Linked DNA regions of Sus scrofa: region 2 is linked to region 1. Evidence: chromatin contacts called from public HiChIP or PLAC-seq data. All regions are on one chromosome and are shown on one strand. The core of a region is the stretch at or near the end of the contact, and the rest is flanking DNA. Distances in the headings are between cores, read along the strand shown. Region 1 overlaps DDR2 (discoidin domain-containing receptor 2). Region 2 holds the start of DDR2 (discoidin domain-containing receptor 2).

The links. HiChIP or PLAC-seq counts read pairs in DNA pulled down with a chosen protein or histone mark.
Region 2: an H3K27ac HiChIP or PLAC-seq map of alveolar macrophages shows a contact between it and region 1. The contact joins the promoter of DDR2 here to the enhancer-like site in region 1. A contact is called at or near these places in 4 of 47 Hi-C or Micro-C datasets (embryonic fibroblasts, heart right ventricle, mesenteric adipose tissue and 1 more) and 2 of 2 datasets of contacts at active chromatin or transcription factors (alveolar macrophages and skeletal muscle).

What each region holds. Positions count from the first base shown.
Region 1 is chr4:87,762,836-87,767,824 of Sscrofa11.1, reverse strand. It overlaps DDR2 (discoidin domain-containing receptor 2), which reads left to right. Exons shown (of 18, transcript XM_021089500.1): 13 at 788-1,011; 14 at 2,256-2,383; 15 at 4,454-4,645. Among named protein-coding and RNA genes, the nearest start is that of HSD17B7, 22 kb to the right of the region's middle. Within about 2 kb of position 1,479, at least 5 of the 83 cell types and tissues checked have an H3K27ac peak or open chromatin away from gene starts, as enhancers often do. A contact at or near this core is called in alveolar macrophages, where this site is marked.
Region 2 is chr4:87,908,110-87,913,420 of Sscrofa11.1, reverse strand. It overlaps DDR2 (discoidin domain-containing receptor 2), which reads left to right and starts at 1,603. Exons shown (of 18, transcript XM_021089500.1): 1 at 1,603-1,740.

The sequences.
Region 1 (4,989 bases), core at 230-2,729:
TATTTCAAGGGAGTCCTTACAAAAGAAGAAAGCAAACTAATGTGATATTTACCACTCAGTGGATAGCAAACAGTGAAGGATCACATTGAACTAGAGGAATTTTGCAGAGACAGCAAGAAAAAGCGATGTAATTTATTTCCTAGGCTGAAGTAGAGTAATTTACCTATTTTCTGAAGTCTAAAAACACCCTCCCTCTTACTTTAATGTTTCTTAATATCACAATATATCTTAAGCTGAATCATATAAATTTAATCAGAAAGTTTTTTTAAATGATTTTTATTTTTTTCCGTCATAGCTGGTTTACAGTGTTCTGTCAATTTTCTACTGTACAGCAAGTTGACCCAGTCACACATACATATATACATTCTTTTTCTCACATTATCATGCTCCATCATATAATCAGAAAGTTTTTAATCCCTAAAATAGATTACTAAGTCAGTGAGAATATCTTAAAATTAAGGAACTAGGCCATTAAATCCTAAAACTTTAATACTCCCACCCTAACTAATATAGTGCAAGCCTTCCTGTAGCTTCACCACAATTCCTCAAGATTAGCCAAGGAGCTCGTTGATGATCATGGGGTGTGGGGAGAAGGATAAGAGATAAATGGTGGCCTACATTCTGGAGGCTGTGAGAGAGTCTGGAGGGACCATTCTCCAAGTAAGAATGTCATGGCATAGGCTGGCTGTCTTGGGGGCGTGTTTTAGCCCTCCTCTCAGATTTGTTTTCTTGAAGAGATATCCAGACATGCCCCTTGGAGTGAGGCTCATTGCCCTTGTCTTCCTAGGCTGCAGTGGCCTTGTGAAGCCAGTCCAACCCAGCGGGCCTGAGGGCGTGCCCCACTACGCAGAGGCTGACATTGTGAACCTCCAGGGGGTGACCGGAGGTAATACCTACTCTGTGCCTGCCGTTACCATGGACCTGCTCTCAGGAAAAGATGTGGCTGTGGAAGAGTTCCCCAGGAAACTGTTAACTTTCAAGGAGAAGCTAGGAGAAGGCCAGTTTGGGGAGGTAAGTTGATTCTTTGAGTGGGGCCACCAGTCCTTGCTAGCTCAAAGGAATTAGTTGAATAAATATGGTCAATAGAGTTAAGTGTCCCCTCCAGAGTGGATCCACATTGACTGTCCCTTCCAATTGTCTCTCTTTGCACTGGCCTCTAGAAGATTAGTATTGGGTCAACCTCATCTTTGTCAAATAGCTATGGAATTCATGGGAATCTCGATTTCTATATACGAGTTTTTAAAGCAGGAAAGTCACTTGACTTAGATATCCTGAAAAACATTCAATATTTTAAAAAAAAATTTTTATAATAGGTTACAGAGGGTGGGGACCCATAAGATGTGATCATCTTTTATAAACAGTCCAAGAACATCCTGCTATTTGATAGCCACTTTTTTTTTCCCCCATTTAATGGGAGTTACATATAAAATGGTCAAAAACAACCTCGCCCCTGCCTTGGGTCCCAGAATCAACCACCAGGGAATGAATCACTCACTAAGATAAGGAGGAGCACTCTTCTCAATTGCTCTCGGAGTGATGTGTGTAATATTTGACTTTCCACTTTTACGTCAGTCACATGAGCCTTCTGAGAATTCAAAGCGATGATTTAAGTGGCAATGGAAGCTCTTTAACGCTTCCCTCTACACTCCAAATGTAACTTGTTTTCCTAAGAATATGTTATTGATTCCAACATGGGTGGTGTAGTTTTTAACTTTGGGTAGGTTTGGTGGTGGTGGAGGTAGATAGGTCCATAGCATCTGTTTGTGGTGTTATATGCATTCATTCTCTCTCCTGGGTTGAAAACACAGGCTTGTTATACTGTTACTAATACATAGGGATTACTAACCATGCTAACTAATCACATACTAAGGGATTACCTCAGAGAGGAAATTGTCTTATGTTTTGCACAATCCAGTAACTAAACTTCCTTGAATCAAAGGTCAAGCATTTATACTGAATGACATTTTCTAGGGAGCTATGGTGTAATAAACTACTGTTATAGATATATTTGCATATTTAGTGTTCCAATTAATGTATGGTTCTTTCATAAAGCAGTAATATATACTAGCTGGGTACCTTACCATTGTTTTTTCAGTTATTTGAGTCAAAGATGTATTACCTCTATCTTCTTATTGGTCTTTTGATTATTTTGCCTGAGTTGTAAGAGGTAGTTTATCTCTAGGAAATGCCCAGCAAGAGTACTGAGACATCTTCAGGAGAAATGATGATGCTGAGACTAGATGACTTTTGTCTAGGTTCATCTCTGCGAAGTGGAGGGAATGGAAAAATTCAAAGACAAAGATTTCGCCCTAGATGTCAGTGCCAACCAGCCTGTCCTGGTGGCTGTGAAAATGCTCCGAGCAGATGCCAACAAGAATGCCAGGTCTGTGGTCTGTGTTTTGAATTTTCCTTTATGTATTTTGTCTTCAGGATCAGGAACACTCTGGAAACTTCTGAGTAATTGTTTTCTTTTGAGATGGGAAGGTCTGTGAGCTACCTTACATTTCCATTGCTGTGTTTTACTTTTCTGATGGGTTAGTAGTCCTCATCTTTGTTCTCATCTCTCTCAGACACAAATGCACATTTTGTGTTGGATCTGCCACTACGCATATGAATTTGCTTCCTAACTCCCTTTGCAGAACACTGCACTTCTCAGCATCCACAACACACACAATAGTCTTAATACTTACCTCTTCAGTTATTATGCACAGACATACCCCCAAAGGTCCTCACCTCTTCTTGCAAACTTCTCACAATTGCATACATCTTTCCTGCTAAGCTCCTTCCTTTCTCCTTTTTTTCTGCATGTCTATTTACTTTCTCATCTCTTTTTTTCTCTTTTATGCTCCTTTTCTTCTATGTTCAGCAACTCCCCAAATGAGAAGCTGCCTCTTCTTGGAAAAGTATCCATGGACCTCAAAGCAAAAGGATCCACAGTCTTTTAGCAGTTTTCCAAACTGGCTAATAATCTCTTGGATCCTTTACTACATAAATTGCAGTTTCCAGCCATACTCCGTTGTCTGACAGCCTTTCCATAACAGTAATGGTGAGTTAATCCTCACCCAGAGAGGCATGCTGGTGGTATGTGTCTCAGAGAAATCTGCATATCTGCGTAACATATGCATTTCTCCATTTACGTTGGCTTGATTTGTCTCACTGATATTCACAGTGAGAGAAAGTTTATGATTCCTATTCCTCAAATTATCATCAATGCCAAGAATGCTTGATAGGGTTTCATTAAAAGTCTTGCCATTGACAGGATGTGGAATGAAGAAGAAAGAAAGGCAAGGAAACAGAACTGTGAAGGTTTTTGGAATTTTAACTGTGAGCATTTCAATCTTAAGAATACTGGTATGAATGAAAACTGACACCCTCTGGGTCCCTTAGAGAGAGAGAATATTTCTAATGTTAATCTTAGCACATGATTAGAGAGGGCAGCAGGAAGAAAGGACAGATCTATGTGGTGTGACAAAGCCTCTGCCCATTTTTTTTTTTTTTTTGATGAGGTTTGGGGTCGTACCCTTGCCATTCCAATTGAACAATGATGAACGGCTTACAGTCTGGGCCCCCCGAGCCATGGACCCCCCCTGGCTTGAGGTTGAAGAGGGCATGAAAAAGGAGAGGTGCTACATCAGGACCACATTGATTTCAAGGATTTTATATTGATATAGTATGACTTCCAGTCCAGGATTCCTAGAAAATGCACAGGAGACTTATAATGGGTATGCTCCAATTGTTTTGAGAATGCAAGCTAGTGGTCTCACTAATCCAAATAGTGCAACTGGGAAGGTCATAGCCCACATTGTAACTCAAGGGTGACTGTCATCATCTCCTCAAACAGTTATTAGTTTTTCCCAAATGAGTACTTCTTTTGAAATGACCCCACATTTTAAGCATGAATTTTAAGCAGCATTTTGAACTGGCTATTAAATATGTGTTGTGACTGACTGCTGGTTCACTCTGCATTAAGAGAAGTCAATATGAGAAAACTGAAAATTATCAGATAAACCAGAAGGTGGTTACTCACTTTATAAAAAGACTCTGCTTTGTTTATAGAGTAACTCCAGGGCTTTTTAAAAAAGGTAAATATCCCAGGGCACTTAAAATATGATTTCCAAAGTTTTTATTTTTAAGGCTAGTTAGCTGCATATATTCGATTTTGCAAATATTAATCATTTTCCATGTGGCAGGCCTTTTGTTGGATACTGGGGATGCAGATGTGAATGTTATGGGTCATGGTCCCCCCAAATTACAGTTGAATAAGGATGCATTATATTTCAGGATGAGTAGAATGAGAGTTTCCAGGTACTAATTTCTCTATCCTCTCAAAGGTTACCCAAAGGGAAATAAGAATTTGTATAATGGGCAGGACTAGACTTTGCTATGTCTTCTTCCCCCTCTTGATTCTAACTCTATGCACCTCTGAATTTATCCGTATCTGTGTCCTCCAAAGGAATGATTTTCTTAAGGAGATAAAGATCATGTCCCGGCTCAAGGACCCAAACATCATCCGTCTCTTAGCTGTGTGCATCACTGATGATCCACTCTGTATGATCACTGAGTACATGGAAAATGGAGATCTCAACCAGTTTCTTTCCCGCCACGAGCCCCCCAATTCTTCTTCTAGCAGTGTACCCACTGTCAGGTAAATATACCAGGTCTTCCATCTCTTCTCTGTGTCCATGAAACTAATCAAGGATCTGAAGGTGGGAAGCAGTGGGCCTTAAAGTTCATCCGTGTTCTGGGATGGTGGGGGGAGGTTAGTGTGCAGGTAATAATGGAGCAGGTGCCCTTTGGGGGAAAGCAGAGAGATTCATGAAGAATAGAGAAGGGTTCCCTGCTATCTACCACACAGAACTCTACCCAATATTCTTTGATAATCTTATGTGGGAAAAGAGTCTTGAAAAAGAATGGATGTGTGATCATGGATAACTGAATCACTTTGTTGTGCAACAGAAATTATCACGACATTGTAAATCAACCATACTT
Region 2 (5,311 bases), core at 354-2,853, 150 kb before region 1:
GCACAGCTTGGCTGCACTTAGGGCTGTCTATTGCCTCTTGGTTCTTTCTTCACTCAGCGAGTACGTCCCCAAAGTCTCCTTGGTCTACATACCAATAGACTCCTGACAGGGCTACCCATTCTTCCCTCCTCACAGAGACCAAAGTGTGTCTGAGTTTTGGAGTCAGCATCACTAGTTCTAGTTATACACACACACACACACACACACACAAAACCCTGACTATGGAGTAGAACCACCTTAAATACTGGTGTTTGAGGACACATACTTTTTCTGTCCTTTATCAGATTTTGGCTTTGTGAAATTATTACCCTTCTCCACATTTGACCTGTCCTCTCAAACCAAGTCTGTGAAATTACAAGCCATGCTACCAGTGCAGTCTTCATGGTAATGCCAAAGAGGTAAATAATTACAGACCTAGATATCTGGGAGGATTCTAGGAGTGTTTCAGTATCCAGATGTCTGTTGTCTCAGGCAAGCTCCCAGTAAAGTGTTTAATAAATGATCAATATAAATGTATTAAGTTGAGCTGAGTTAATCCCCCTCTGCTAACTTTGGGTTCTATCCTTTACTTGAAGTCTTCTTAATAGGTTTATCTCTGCATCATTTCTTCTCCTTATAAAATAACTCTAGTTCTAGCATTTCCTCTTAGGTCTTATTTTCTACCTGCAATCATCTCTGCGGCTGCCCTCTGAACGCTCACCAGGTTTTCGAGTCCCCTTCTGTCCGGGAAGCATAGGTCAGGTATGAAGGCCACTTTCTGACTGAGCTTTAGGGCCCTTTAGAGATTTAACACTGGCAGCTTGGCTCTTCATGGCCACCCCAATTGGAGGTCTCCCTGCCTTCCTGTTCCTCTTGAGAAGTACCTCCCACTCCAAATTTACTATGGAAATGTGCTTCCATGGTCCCTTTCCACTCTCTTTTTCCTGTTCAACTCACCTCTCTTCTTGCTCATCTTCCGGGCTGTGCAATCCCATACTGCCTGTCAAAATACTAGCAGGGAAGAGACAGTGAGAACCTCAGAACCCAGAGGCACCACGTCTCTTGAGGAGTAGGCCATCTCTCAAAGATGAGTTAGGTCTTTTTGACATCTCTTACACCATCTGCCTCCCTCCAACACGTCTCCTGATTTTGAGTCTCTGCATACACTGCATTCTCTGTACTCACAGAGAATCAAGACCTCCAGGGCAGACCAAGCCTGTGCTAGGGAAGGAATGATCCAGGCACCAAAGGGTTAAGGCCAAGAGCCTTGAAGGATAGAAGGGATCATTAGTTACTCTTTTACAGAGCAGAGGAGAGGTTCCTCCTTGTCACTTACACTCCCCTTTCACAAGATCTCTCTTCATTGCCATGCATAGGAAAAAAAAAAGAGTAAAAAGAAAAAAAAATTCAAAATAATTTAGAAAGTCCTTGTAAATGCTTGTGTTTTCATTTAGCAGCATGAATTCAGGACAGCAACAGACCCTCAGAGGCAGCAATCAACTGGGAATTGAGTGGAAAAAAATAGGAATCCTAGACTCTCAAACTGTCCGTTTTGGGTTTTTTTTTTTTTTTTTTTTTTGGTGAGCGAGGTAGTGGGGGTGGGGGAAGGGATTAAGTCAAATCTTTTTGAGGGAGGGCTCAGCTGTGGGCTTTCATGGATAAAACACCAAAGATCAACTCCATGTGTGTGACCCAACTGTCCTGGAAGCTTCAATTGGAAGAGAATCCAAACCTTAAGTTGTGTTCATAGCTTCAGCTCAAGTAAGAAAAATGAGGTGGGGGTCACGGGGCAGGGGCGGGTGGTGGCGAGTCTTAGATGGATGCAGAGGGGTTGGGAATGGATGCGGTGGGGATAAGGCGGAAGGGAGCTATGTCTTTAAGTCTGTCCTACGGTTTTACATATTTTTTCTTCTATGAATGGGTTTTGCTGTAAATTATAGCTTTGCCCGTGGTCCCTTGGGTCAAAAGAAATAGTCTCTAAACAGAAAACAGCTCTGATTGGTGACTTTCCTTCTTCCCTCCCCAACCCCCTTCCTAATTGAAACCAAATGTGCAATATATTGGATGCTGGGATCCCTGGCGCTTTCCCAGGAATCCTCAGAATGTGAGGTTTCTCTCAAAGGCATCTTGCATCAGCCTGTGGATGGATGCCTACCACCGGGCTCCTCCACCGGCAAAGTGGAAAAAGAAGCGTTTCACAACAAATTCTCCCTTTTGGGTTGGGGGAACGCAGTGGATTATAGCTCTGTTTTCTTCTTTCCCAAACTGGGCACTCCTGGATGAACGTAAGTTATGTGTTTTTTTTTTCCCTTCATTTTTTTTTTTTTGTCTTTTCCGAAAACGAAAGCTCTGAGTATCCTTCTCCCGGTGTCTCAGGAAAAGTTTAAAAAAGGAGACAGAAAAGGGTTTCGAGTCCGGCAAGGAAAAGAAGGAACAGGCACCATAGGCTCGAGAAATCTAAAACTTCACCTTTTTGGGGGGGACTGGATTTATGTTGAGAGAAGAATAAAGCACGACTAACCAAAGAAAACTGAAGCAAAATAAACGAATCCATAGCAGCTGCAAGATACAATCAACAGCATTCGCAGAGTTGAAACTGTTGGCAGGCAAGACAGGCCGATCGCAGAGCTGGTTTTGGGATGGAAACCTGAGCAGGGAGCTAGGTTATCGGTATTTAGTAGTGGTTTGAGTGTCCTGAGTTTTGAGTTTTGGAGGGGACAACTTTTTGTGTTTTTGATTTTTCAGAGGAGTTGCTGACTTAATTGTGAGAAGGACAACTTTGGGTGAGGGGTGGCTTCACTCTGGGGTGTGGGGTGACCAGGCAGGGAGCTGGTTCGATGGGGCATTTTTCAGTTGGTGACAAGCTTCGTCTTCCCCACCTTGCTGGCCTGGGTGCCTTTCCCTTTGTTATGGAATTACTTGGGACTGTTTGCAGTTGGGACCTCTGAGTCCTGGCTGAGGTTCAAGAGTCCCATCCAAGGGGAAAGAGAATTTTTCCAAGAGGCTGAAACTCTCAGGCCAGCCATTTGAGGCGGGAGTTTGCACTCTTGGAGCCAGGAGGGGTTCAGCACCATTTTGCTGACTGCTTGCCTTCTGCATCCTTTCCCTAGAAGATCCCCAGCCGCATAGGTCCGTAGAGAGCCTCAGGGATCTCTTCCCACCCTCTCAATTCACAGATGGTGAAAGTGATAGGAGCGGGACATTTAGAATTACACAGCACCTTAGTAGTGAAGTCACAAATGAAGTTGAAAGTCTCTTTACTGCTAATCCAGTGATCTTTCCACTCCAGACCTGTATGTTTATGTTCATTTCACTTGAGGTTGAAGTGAGGGAGAGGGTTTAATGAACAAGTCGCCCCAAGGGTGTTAGTTATCAGCAAGGAGGGATGCTTTGATGTTTATGGTCATATTTGGTTGTGTGTGTGTAAAATAAAAAAAGCAAAGTATTTGCTGTGTGCATCAGGCTCCATGCTCAGAGCTTTATATACATCATTCAGTTGAACCCGTTAGTTCCTATTTCATGAATTAAAGCTTAGAGAAGCTCAGTGTGTTGCTTAAGGAGGTGCAGCTCATAAGGTCGAAACTCAGGTAAGTCTGACTCTGGACTCTGTATTCTCTGCTCTGAGTCACTCTGCAAACACTCCCCTCCCCCACTCCATGCACACATTTAATCACTTTCCTAGTCAAATTTCATGTTTCCCTCGGTGACTAGGTGACTAGGAGGTGAAGGTGTCAGGCTAGGGGAGCAGTGAGGATCCTCTCTTGGAGGCCACTTCTGCAGCTGGCTGAGTATTTATCTGGATACCAGAGAGGGGCTGCGAGTGGGTAGCTCTGTGCATTAATTCTGGGCATTTGGTATACACTTACCTTTGTTAGGCAAAGAGCTTGGGATTTAGATTCCGAAGGACCCCCGGTTCAAGTTCTGGCTCTGCCTTTCACTAACTTGGCAAAGTTGCTTTACCTTTCTGCACCTTGGGCTCTGTGTTTATTACATGGGAATAATAGCAGTACTTTCCAGTATTATTGTTTTAAGAGATATTGGACACAACTGCATTCTGAAGGCTTATCCATCCCAGTTCTTGTGACAATGACCACTGAGCCCTGAAGGAAATGTGAGGCAGTGCCATGCTGGGTCTGGCAGGTTGTGCGGATGTTGGTGGGAGCACAGCTGTGTTGGGCCATGTGTGAAACCCTGAAATGTGTGGCCTTGGTCTTAGTGCCCACCTCTTTTGAATGGAAGCATTCGTTCTCACGGGGAATATTCCCAGGTTTTCTATCTGAAACTTTCCTTTGATGCCTGGCTTGACCACACTTCCTTACCTAGCGAGCTTGGTGGAGGCTGAAGGACACTGTGTGGTTCATGGTTCCCTTGCCTGGGTCTGTGCTGTTTCTGAGCAAGAAAGGTTTAGTTGGGATCAGTGTTTCTCCTCAAAGGAGATGGCTTTTGCAGAGCTTCATATCTAGTTGAGGGTAGATCTTTGACCCTGGACCTTCTCTTCACTGACAGGCACATCTCACTCCATGTTCCCTCCTCTGTATTCAGAAGGAAGGCAGTTGCTCTTGGGGTGGGGGGAGGCCCAGCAGACCTCGGGGAGGCCCCTGCCTCTGCTTCTGGTTAAGATCTGTTTGCTTTACAAACATCAAAATAAGGGAAGTGGGGAAGGCGTTTCCAGATTCTTTTACTTAGAATCCTCAAGTTGAAAGTCCCAATAATCTCCATGTCTGTGACATAATGCAATATCTATATATGTCTCATATGTATGTCTCTTCCCCTGATTCCTGGTGCAGAGCTCCTAAAACCCTTATAGTTTCTTAGGAGCATCTTTTTTTTTCTAATATTTGGTCTCTGGTATGGAACTCTTGAGTCCTTCAGAATTTCCCGGGTGACAGGAATGTCTTTTGTTCTACTGAGGGGACTCTGGGTGGGCTCCTGATGGGAACTGATCCCCAGAAAGGCCAAACCATGATTAATCTTGAAGAACCTTGAAATTTTTAGCACCCCCTCCTACCTTCCAGGAAAGGGAGTGAGGCTGGAGACAGAGTTAATGATCAATCATGCCTCCATGATGAAAATTCCCAAAGTATAAGGTTTGGGGAGCTCCTGGGCTGGTGAGTGCATCTATGTGCTGGGAGGAAGGTGCACCCCGACTCCACAGGGACAGAAGCTCCTGGGCATGGGACCCTTCCAGACCTCACTCCACGTTTCTCTTTGTCTGGCTGTTCATCCGTATCCTCTATTATATAATAAACTAGCACACATGAGTGCTTCCCTGAGTGCCGTGAGCTGGTCTAGGAAATGATTCCATCCAGGGTGGGGGAAGGGGTGGTGGGAA